3 separate regions of the Mus musculus genome follow, and regions 2 and 3 are each linked to region 1. A link is a contact called in public Hi-C and promoter capture Hi-C data. All regions are on one chromosome and are shown on one strand. Each heading gives the region's core, a stretch centred on a gene start, on an enhancer-like site or on the middle of the called end of the contact. The rest is flanking DNA. Distances are from core to core; before and after follow the strand shown. Region 1 holds the start of Lgr5 (leucine rich repeat containing G protein coupled receptor 5). Region 2 overlaps Lgr5 (leucine rich repeat containing G protein coupled receptor 5). Region 3 overlaps Lgr5 (leucine rich repeat containing G protein coupled receptor 5).

Region 1 (3,566 bases), core at 791-3,290:
CACCTCCACCACTTTACCGGAATGGTTACTGAGACTTGGCTCATTTGGGGTCTGCGATCAAGCACCATGAAGCTGGAAGAATCTAGATTCACATGCAGTTCTACCCGACCCACTCCACGGCAACGCTATGCTCCTTTGGGTAACACTGACATCAAAGGGCGTTGTTTGGTGCTTTTAAACAGATTGTGGGCACAACCATTTCTGCATGCCTAGACCCTTCCCTCAAAGGGATCAAGCTAAAGTTGATTAAACACTTGAGATAAATGATCCTTGAGTAAAGAAAGGTAACTAAGGTCTAGGACACTGCAGACATCTCCGATTGTATCCCTACAGGTACCCATGCAATCCACAGAAAGAGTGAGAGTCTCCAGTTCCATTTTTTTAAATGGAAGGAAAATAGGTAATGAGTCAGCATTGTCTAAGTGTGGATGGAATGGCTGAAAAAGACAAAAACCAGTGAGAGTGGGCAGAGGACAGGCGCAGTGGGTGTATTGTGAATGAGAGAGGAGGTAAGGGAAAGAACACAGTGAGGGGAATGCATTGGCTTCCCAGAAACCAAGTCTAACTCATGGCATGGTTCTCCATGGAACTACTCTTCCCAGATCCTAGGCTGTGATTTCTTCCCTTAATAAATGAATAAGATGAGAAAGACCATGACTGCGCTCTGCAAGTGTGTGTGTGTGTGTGTGTGTGTGTGTGTGCATGTGTGTGTGTCCGTCCCCCAAACCTTATCAAGGAGAAACACAAACTTACTGAAAACAGGCCTCACCCAACAAAAATCCATACTCGGACTATAGGTTCAAATGAAATAATATAAGTTCATAAATATGCATGTATCCGTATATGGCTATATCAGGCAGGTGAAGAGGCAAGTTTAGGAACCACTCCTAGGACTAAAAGGTGATAAATATGTCACATAAAGGAAAGTCTTCCTGCTTTTAAAATTCAGTTTCTCAGATAAATTCCACTGGACAGACTAAGAATCAAATCTAGGTGGACTTGAATGCCAAAGGGCTACCGGACTTCCTGTGGTCCAGAGGGGAAAGTTGGCAAAGTAGGCTTGGCCTGAAATCCACAGCTGTTCGCTCAGGTGTGGTCGACTTTTACTTCACTGAGGTCTAGTTCCAAAAGGGGGGGAGGGAAAAAGGGAAGAGGAGGGAGGGAGGGTGGGAGGGAGGGAGAGTGAGAGGGAGGGAGAGAAGAATGGAGGGGGGGAGGGAGAACCAAATCTTCAGGTTCTTCTTTCTTCTCATCCTTTTTCCCAGCAGAATTCCCTGTTGGTGTGTAAGAACTTCCTTCTTTCATTAGTGTTCTTCCAAGGTGTCTGAAAGGAGGCCTAGGAGACTCACCTGAGTGGGGTGGCTCTTGGTTTTAAGATCCCTCCACAAGTGAACAGCGTGAGAATATCACCCCCACCCCGAGGCCGCTGCCTTTTTAAAGCCAGTTTGCTTCCCTGGTCCAGGGTGAATTGGGAGGACCCTGGAGTACCAGCTTACTAGTTTTATTTGTTTAGCGATTTCTTTGAGGCTTTGATAGTTGAGCAAGAGGGAGCCAGACAGCGCCCTGATGGAAGGATCAAAAAGGCCACCCATCTTCCCGGGGGACTCCTGCTCTCCTTCTGTGATGCCAATCTTTCGGATCAGATTTTGGTCCTTTTAACAAGCACTGCATGCATCCCCCTAGGTTATCTGACATGGACCAGAGAAAGCCTGTGTTATCTTTCAGTCCCTAAGTGTCCCCTTAGGTTGTTTTGAAGCAAGTCCCCTTTAGCTTTCACATCTCAGTCGCGGGTACCCAGGAACTGTAGAGGATGGGTGCAGGTGGGGGACCCCTGCCGGGCCCGGGACGCTGGGTGCAGGTACCCACCCATTGGAAGCGCCCAGCACTCCCCAAGACCTCAGGCTGCCAGCCGCCCGCGCAGCCGGGTCCAGGGATGGTGGGAGGGAGGAGGGAAAGCGAGGCCGGGCTCGGGGTGCCTGGAAAGCAGGGCTGCGCTGACGTCACTGGGCGCGCAATTTGGCTGGAGCGCTTTAAAAAAGGAGCGTGCGAGCGGAGATGCTGCTGCACACAGCTCAGACCGCCTGCAGCAGCAACAACGCTCACAGCCACTGCGGCGACTTCAGAGAGAGGGCTCCCGAGGCCGGTGGGACCACGATTCTCTGCGCGGTCCCCACGGGGCTACGACCCGGCAGACGCCCATTGGGGTTGCAGACGTCTGGTGAGCTGCAGAAGCCGGTGGAGAAGAGCCCGGAGCGCCTCGGTTCTGCATCAGCCCCGGCGCTGCCCTCTACAGGCTCCCTGCTCTCTGCTCCCAGTCTCGGGCACCATGGACACCTCCTGCGTCCACATGCTCCTGTCCTTGCTGGCGCTGCTGCAGTTGGTGGCCGCCGGCAGCTCACCGGGACCAGATGCGATACCGCGGGGCTGCCCATCACACTGTCACTGTGAGCTGGATGGCAGGATGCTGCTCAGGGTGGACTGCTCGGACCTGGGGCTCTCGGAGCTGCCCTCCAACCTCAGCGTCTTCACCTCCTACCTGTAAGTGACCCCCCCCCCCGCCTCGCTGCGGGCACCGAGCTCAAAAGGGATGGGGTATAGGTGGGAAACCTCGGCTGGGGCTCCCCACAGGCACACGCCTGCTCCGGAGGGGGCAGGCGAGTTTGCCAAGGGCATTCTGACCAGACCTGTTGTGCCTCCAGAGAAAGGCACGTGTCTCTCTCTCTGACAGAGCAGAGCCTAGCTTTCTGTACCCTGGGAGAAGGAGCTTAAAGCGCACTGGGGCAGAGAGCCGGTGCGCAGGCTGCTTTGCAGTGCCGCGCCTGGCAGGACGCAGGACCAGTCCCTCCGAATGTGCGCATTTGTGTGCTGAGTGGGGGTTTGTGCTCAGGGACCTGGGACCCAAGGGCAGGCTGTCCTATTGCTCACAGGCGCGACCTCTGCGTCTGGGCTGAAAAACTTTCCCTGCAAGAGAAACACAACTTCTTCAACCCCCCCCCCGGGGGGGTGCTGCTCTGCACACACCGCCCCCCCCACACACTGGAGTGTGGTGAAATCTCTTTTCTTTTTTTCTTCCTTTTTTTTTTTAAACAAAGTGATTAAAATGTGGCAACCACAAACCCCCGATTAGAGCTGCCAGAACGTTATCTTTACCTTTGGCTGGCCGAACCGCCCTTTGAAGTGCCGCCGGCCACATTGTAATCTTTAACCATCTCCTCCCCCGCCGCAGCTAAGGGAAGTGGGCTGAAGGCAGCCGGGCGGGTAAACAGGGGCGCCGCTGACATCCAAAGGGGGACCTGGAGCTTTCTATCGGCCCCTGGGAATTGTCCTAGCTTTTCTGCTCCTGCTATGGCGTCCAAATCCCCGACCGTGGAACCAAAGCTGCGGTTCCTTAATAATGTGGTCTCTGAGAAGCCCAGGCGGGAGGGTGACAGGTGGTGGGTTAGATGAGGTGACTCAGAAGCGACTCATCTCTGTGGGACCGAGATAAGTACTCCTCCCGACTCTCCTTCAAATCTGAAGCTCGGTTCCTTGGGGCCCAGAGACCAGGGTCAGGCCACCTTGAGGTA
Region 2 (3,566 bases), core at 322-2,821, 94 kb after region 1:
AAGGTAACCGGATGAGAGATGAGGGCTTAATTGATAATTGGGGGTTTTGTAGGATTTATTTATTTATCATTTGCACTCACACACCCCCAGGAATTTAACCTCCCCCCAAAACCTGTTGTGCGTGATGCTCTGATGTTTTTAAGACCCTGGGACAGTGTCTGATGCTACTGTGTTGGGGACAGCGATTGTTAATTTTCTTTTCTGTCTTTGTTGTTGTTGTTGTTGTTGTTGTTGTTGTTGTTGTTGTTGTTGTTTGCATGGACAGTATGCTGCAGAACAACCAGCTGAGACAGGTTCCGGAGGAAGCGCTACAGAATTTGAGAAGCCTTCAATCCCTGTAAGTACAGCTGTAACTGCAAACCATGAATCTCAATTGAGAAGGACCTGACCTGTGTTATCCAGGAGCTGGTGGGGTTGAACGGACTAGAAGCCTTGGCCTTAGCCTTTGGTGGTTCCAGGCAGATGTTTAATGACGTCTTCAGTCAAAAGCCTGAATATGTTGGTGTCTCCAGAGCAAACATTCACTTAGATAATCCTGTCCACAGGACCATTAGTATTTTTTTTTTCTGAATTCAAATGAAAAATGATGCTTACCTTTTACCTAGAAAATTGGAATGGACAATCTGCCATTTTGGCTTCTTTAATTTGTTTTATCTTTAAACTGTCTGAGCTTCTTTGTGATCCAACCTTACTTAGCAAAATAACTACAAGTGTTTTAAATTCCACATTATCTGTCAAGGGCCCTCAAATTAGGAAATCCAGATCTACCATGTGTCCTGATGCATAGCTACTACATAAACCACAAGCTGCCCATCACTGTACACATTGATAATCACAAACAGTCCCACAGTGCTCATCTACATAAACTCAAAGACCTCACACAGACAGAGACACAGACACACAGACACAGACACAGATACAGACACAGACAGACACACAGACACAGACAGACACAGACAGACACAGACAGACACAGACACAGACAGACACAGACACAGACAGACACAGACACAGACAGACACAGACACAGACAGACACAGACACAGACAGACACAGACACAGACAGACACAGACACAGACCAGATAAACACACAGACACAGACACACTACAATGGTGCTAATGCCTTTTGCTCAGAACACACCTTTCCAGCAGAAGTTTCCCTCCCAGCACCCACATAAACAAATAAGTAACTCCCCACAAGAGGAGCATTCATACCGGCCAGCTGTTTGGGGACTTGGGTTGGAAGTAATTATTCTCAAACGCTACTCGGCAAGTCTCTGCCATAACTGTTGTGTTAGTAAACCATCGTCTCACCAGAAGGTAGGAATGGTAACAGTACAGTTGGATGATTTCTGACACACATGTGTGTCAAGTGCTCTCTAATTATACCTACACTTGAGGTCTTCATCTGTCAAACAAAGCGCTGCTTTCTGGTCCTGACTGATGAGGGAGATAAAGGCACGGAAAAAAGGAAAAAAAAAAAAAAAAAAAAGAGCGAGGACTGCAGACTCTAGCCGGAAAAATCCTCCGTAAGGAATCCATCAGTTAATAATTACATACGGTTTGCTTGATGCTTTCTACTGCAGTAACGAGAGAAGGGGGTGTGAGATCTGAAGATGAGACCTTCATTCTTTGATCTTTTCCTTTTAATGAAAGAAAATCTGTGCTTGAGGTCATTTCAAGCTTTTTTATTCTAGTCAAACAAAGTGACTTCCTAGGTTTTCAGCAGCCTATAGATAAACAAGCGCACAAGGGACCCTTTGTGGCTGGGGCTGGGGCTGTTGCATTTCCAACCCCTCCTTAATGACAGGACAGTGTCACTCTGCTTTTGTTGAGCTTGCTCTACCTGAAGGAAGCAAGCAGAGGGAAGCCGACTGCCTCCAGTAGGGCTGTAGTGGGGGGATGGGGCTAAATGGAAATTGAGATACTGACACTGCCCAGTAGGAACTTTAAACAGCTGCAAAGCAGTCAGTAGATTCTAGGATAAGAGTTTGTAACCGAAATCCCCTATTGGCTGAAAGATCACAAACAGAAGGGAACTCTTTGAGAAAGAGAAAACCATGAGCCTTTTCTTCACTTCAGCTGGGCGGCGACTCTCTGATAAAGGTGTTCAGATTTAGTTTCTGCCAGGCTAGATATGTACTGTTCACCAGGTGTCTCCCAGTTTCTGGTTCACAAAGGAATTTCTTTCTGAAACCTTATAAACACATAAGTGCGTGTTCCCTGTGAAAAGAGTCAAGGGTTAATTTTCTGGGATGACATCACATCCGAAATGAAGCGTCTAGACAGGTTCTCAGCCCCTGGCACACACCGCTTTGTGTCAGCTGGGTTAGGTGACAAATGGTCACAAGGTCCCTTTGCCCAGAGCTCAGTCAGTGTGAGCTATGAGGCAAGGGCAGTGTACACTGGTGTGCTTCTCTTTGTCGCTGATCACTTGTGCTGCCTTGGTGGGACAATTAGGATCTGTTCACAAAAGATTCGTGAGCACAACTTAACCACCAGCTCCACAGACCATGCTGCACCAACGAAAGGTGCCCCTGTCCTGGTTTGGAGGTTTGGGGAACAGCAAACTCTATTCAAGTTGTGTTGTTATCTTGTGTGTTAAGCGCTACCTTGTGGTAAATTGTCTTTCTCATGCTTCTATTTACCAGCTCCTAAATGAAAGCCTTACAGTAGGCCTCGTGGTCCTCCCATTCCTTATCGGTTTCCATTCTGATTCCAGACTGTCCACCTGGAACGCAAGGACATTCACTTCAGTATCAATAAGAGCAGGGGGTGGGGGTGAAATTCCATCGTCCCCACTGTGCCAATATTAGGAAGTCCCCCTACCAAGTCACAGCCTCTTCTTGGACCTGGGTCAACACTTAGATTACCACATGGCCCCATTAATATATGGAGGTTCTATTAGTCTACTGTCTTCAATTAACCCCCATTTTCCCAACCCCAACACACACACACACACATACACACACACACACACACATACACACACACACACACACACACACACACACACACACTGGGTGTGGGGGACACACTGGGTGTGGGGGACACACTGGGTGTGGGGGAGAAAGAAACTTTCTTTGTGTTTTATATTACTCTCTAAGAGGCAATCCTCGCATTGCGCATGTCTTCCCACAGAGAACCTTTTCAATGTTGATGATAAATCATTATCCAGAGAGCCTTGGCACCTAGCCACACCTCCAGACAATGCAAATCTGAATCTCTGAGTATTGCCATGACTCATGCCTGTCAAGAAGCAGCCTGGGGGTGGGGGTGGATGGGGGTGGAGATGGAGGTTGCATTTATCTTGGCTTACAGTTTGAGGGGATCCAGGTACAGGCCATCATGGCATGGATAGGTGGTATCTGGTCACAACACATTCATAATAGGAAGCAAAGAGAGAACAGGAAGCGGAGCCAATGTATACAACCTCAAGACCCGCCCCCAGTAACCCACTCTTCCCAGCAAAACTCCACCCACTAAAGGTTGCACAGCCTTCCCAAACAGTGCCATCATCTAAGGATCCAGTGTCCAAACACAAGAAGAGCCTATGACTGGCATT
Region 3 (3,566 bases), core at 533-3,032, 67 kb after region 1:
AATAAAATAAAATTGTCATTAATGTTTACTATCTAGACGGTATCAGGAAAATCCAAATTTTAAAAAATACAGACATATTTTACTCTATGTTTTTGTCTCTGTTTAGCTTTAAGGTGAGAATATAGCATGTATCTGACTCTACTGTTATATACTAGTAGATGTCAAAAATAATAGTAGTTTTAAGATTATCATACTCAAGTATCTAGCAAAACATTTTGTTTCCTTTGAATGTATTTGTTACTTTTTTGCATGTATAGGTGTGTGTGCAGTGTATGCATGTGTGTGTGCAGTGTATGCATGTGTGTGTGCATATTTACATGTGGCGGGGATTCGTGTGTGTGTGTGTGTGTGTGTGTGTGCACAAGCAAATGTATACACGTATGTGCACGTGTGTGCTCATGCATATGGAGGCCTAAGGGATGATATTAGGTATCCACCCCAATCACTCCTCACTCTGCTGAGGCAGCGTCTGTTGGCCAACTGTGAGATTCACCAATTCTAACTCGTCTAGCTAGCCAGCTTGCCCCAAGTATCCATTGTCTCTCTACCCCCAGACAGCTGGGATTAGAAGTAGCTGCCATACCTTCCTGGCTTCAACGTGAGTTCTGGGGACCTGAAGTCTTGTCCTCATGCTTGCAAGACAAATGCCTTATCCACTGAGTGATCTCCCCAGCTTTGTGTTGGTTAATGTTAAAATAACTCTTCATTTCCATAGCATCACCGAGTTAGCGTTAACATTTGTCAAAACAACTGCACAATCAACATCTACTCTGCTGAGGAGTTGCCGTGGGTGTGCACACTTTCACAAAGAAACCCAGCGTCTTAAGATGAGCTTTAAGTATGAAATGCAGATCTGATGTTACCATGGCCTTCATTCTCAGGATGAGGCAGCAGGCCACTTTCTCCCCAAACCTGCAGCAACTATATGAATTCTGAGCTGGTCTTGGTTCAGGTCTGCCTAGCTGTCAGTCTCTGGATTTCTGAGACACAGATAGGAAAGCCATCGATGCTATACATCACATGAGAAAATGGTAAGGAGATAGAGAAAGGAAAAAAAACAACAACAATAAAATCTAATTACACGGACTTTCACTTGAAACAAAAATTGATTGAGTTCTACCCAGAGTCGCTTGTTGTTTCCTGTGCCAGGAACTACTGTGCAGGCCCAGCAGGAAGTGTGCTGCAGAACAGGATCGCCTTACACCCTCCTTTTATGGTTCATTTCACTTATTTAATGCAATCTGAGAAGCTGCAAAAGGAGCAAGTCTGAAGAGGGAAAGGGCTTTTTGTCTTGTTTTGTTTCAAGTTTCTTTGGATCAAAACATTTGTTTTTACAAGGTGCTTAAACCCTCCCCCCCCCCCCCCCCCAGAACAGGAGTTCTAGAGTTGCCAGGTGAAGACATCTCTTTTTGTCTCTTTGAAAGCAAGACACAAAGTCCGGGTTTCGTCTGCTTCCTTCTCGGCCCTACTCAACATCACTCTAAACCTGAAGAATTATGACCATGTCCATGAATGGTCTAAGCCATCTTGCATTCCATGCAAGCTCCTCATAGAGTGTTTAATCTGAGAAAGAGCCCCCGACCTTAGCGGGTTATATATCTGGGATGGAAAATCACCATTCATTTGTTAAGGGCGGGGGGGGGGGGGCGGAATGAGTTCGTTTTACTGTCTTGCTTGGAAATGTGTGAGGCAAACAGCTGGATTTCCTTGCAGTGTGGTATATCCCGCTCCTCACGTGCTGTCTGTCTGTCTGTCTTCCCTCCCCTCCAGGGACCTCAGTATGAACAACATCAGTCAGCTACCCGCCAGTCTCCTACATCGCCTCTGCTTCCTAGAAGAGTTGTAAGTACCACTGCTGTCTGGGTGTTTCCAGTCAATGCTGAGCACATTCCTGCATTTGTCTCTCATACTTGCTGTGGGAATCAGATAAAACAAATCGGGGAAGCTGTCGGCACCAACAACTCTGGCACATGAGGAAACACTTAAGTGGTGGGGGGGCCAGGGGAAGACTAGCCTATGATTCTGGAAATCAACTTATAAAAGAGTTTACCATGAGGCTACAACTTTCTAAGGTGAGACTGAGCCAAGCAAATTAAAATTTTAAAGCAAAGGCTGTTTAAAAGAGCTGGATGACTTTCTGGAAACAGTTAAACAGCGGGGCATTAAAAGTTTGAATACTGGTTCATGTTTATTAAAATAGCAAGTAAAGCTCTAATGAAAACCAAAACCTGCCGCTCGATTCAGCTTGGGACTGGGAGGACCGAGGCCATGTTGCCTAGCACCAAAACTTCTTGTCCTAATCCCTTTTAATTACTATTTCCCTCCTTTTAAATGTAGCTTCCCTCAAGGCTTCAACGGAGAAAAACATGAGATCCAGAGGACTTAACGGGTTCTTCTAAACTCACTCTTAAAAAAAAAAATTTAAAGGAGAAAGATAAAATTAGTTAATGATGCACAGAGGAAACCTGATTGAGTCTAGTGATCACTTTCCAGAAGATGAAAAAGAACTGTATAAACCAAAAGTCTGCATTTGCAAAGTCATTTGATCCTCAGACCCTGCTGAGTGATGGAAGCTCCACACCATCATGGCCCCTGGGAGGGAGGCTTGGCACCATCAGTTGGGTAAATCCTCTGACGGTTGATTAAAGGGATTGTGTCGGCAATGACCTCTTTGGAAAATGCGTCCCTTTTAAACCCTAAACTCAGGGTCCAATTTGAGGAGTAATTTAAATCTTTGGTGCACCACATGATCCACCACGGGAGGTGGGGTGTTCCAGCGTAACCAAACTGTGCATCAGCGATCATCTCCTCAAGAGGGTAATATTCCCAAGTTCTCCATGCTAGCCCTTTATCCTTTCCTTTGTAATGGTGTTATTGCTTAAAGAGCATTATTGTTCTTATTCCTAGAAAGAGTATAACCAATTGGTTATCACGTGGTATGGTGGGGAATCGGGATAGTAATTTATATAGCAAGGGTTGGTTTTTTTTTTTATCATTTAGAGAATATATTTAGTCTATATCTAGACTTCTCTCTCTTCCTCTGTACACTCTATCACGTTCACTTACATGGCTACAACTTAGCCTTCAAAAAAGCTAGGAGTATATCTGCCTTAGTCATGGGCTGTACATAATAAATAATAAAAGTTCTGAAAAATAGCAAGTGAAGCACTTCAGAGGAGCTTCACACACAGTGTGTGTGTGTACATGTATGTATGTGTGTGTGTGTACATGTATGTACGTAGCAGTTGCTTTAAGTAAATTTCAAACATCAGGCCTGCTGGCTTAACTGCAACTCTCTTGTTCTCCTTGCCCTGCCCAATTAAAATGCAAAATTTAGCTCTCTGCACCATGGTATTACTATGATAAAAAACTATGTACCCTTTCCTCTTTTCTTTTTAAATATCACAAGGCACAATGCTTCCTTTCTTCCCCAACACATACTTCAACTTTAGACCACAAACTGAATCAATAAATAATTCACTTACCCCAAGGACTTTTCGGAGTCTCCGCCCCTCCACTAGTGACTTAGCCCATTCAAAATAACTCCTCTGTCTTCTTGAAGTAAA

What was found. Promoter capture Hi-C pulls out the DNA fragments that hold promoters and counts their contacts. A called contact is a pair of places that touch in the nucleus more often than the background predicts.
Region 2: a contact with region 1 is called in a promoter capture Hi-C map of epiblast stem cells, with 2.4 times the contacts expected there. The contact joins the enhancer-like site here to the promoter of Lgr5 in region 1. A contact is called at or near these places in 12 of 39 promoter capture datasets (the 3T3-L1 cell line, 3T3-L1-derived adipocytes, the C10 cell line and 8 more), 1 of 484 Hi-C or Micro-C datasets (nephron progenitors), 5 of 115 datasets of contacts at active chromatin or transcription factors (embryonic hindbrain, embryonic limb bud, intestinal villus epithelium and 2 more) and 2 of 9 other capture datasets (embryonic stem cells and liver).
Region 3: a Hi-C map of nephron progenitors shows a contact between it and region 1, with 1.8 times the contacts expected there. The contact joins the enhancer-like site here to the promoter of Lgr5 in region 1. A contact is called at or near these places in 2 of 39 promoter capture datasets (the C10 cell line and trophoblast stem cells), 2 of 484 Hi-C or Micro-C datasets (LSK cells and nephron progenitors) and 3 of 9 other capture datasets (adipose tissue, macrophages and pancreatic islet).

What each region holds. Positions count from the first base shown.
Region 1 is chr10:115,586,254-115,589,819 of GRCm38.p6, reverse strand. It overlaps Lgr5 (leucine rich repeat containing G protein coupled receptor 5), which reads left to right and starts at 2,040. Exons shown (of 18, transcript NM_010195.2): 1 at 2,040-2,538. The coding sequence starts at 2,327.
Region 2 is chr10:115,491,941-115,495,506 of GRCm38.p6, reverse strand. Lgr5 (leucine rich repeat containing G protein coupled receptor 5) reads left to right here. Exons shown (of 18, transcript NM_010195.2): 4 at 266-337. Among named protein-coding and RNA genes, the nearest start is that of A930009A15Rik, 76 kb to the left of the region's middle. Within about 2 kb of position 1,571, at least 21 of the 459 cell types and tissues checked have an H3K27ac peak or open chromatin away from gene starts, as enhancers often do. A contact at or near this core is called in epiblast stem cells and second pharyngeal arch cranial neural crest, where this site is marked.
Region 3 is chr10:115,518,882-115,522,447 of GRCm38.p6, reverse strand. Lgr5 (leucine rich repeat containing G protein coupled receptor 5) reads left to right here. Exons shown (of 18, transcript NM_010195.2): 2 at 1,771-1,842. Among named protein-coding and RNA genes, the nearest start is that of A930009A15Rik, 49 kb to the left of the region's middle. Within about 2 kb of position 1,782, at least 27 of the 459 cell types and tissues checked have an H3K27ac peak or open chromatin away from gene starts, as enhancers often do. A contact at or near this core is called in nephron progenitors, where this site is marked.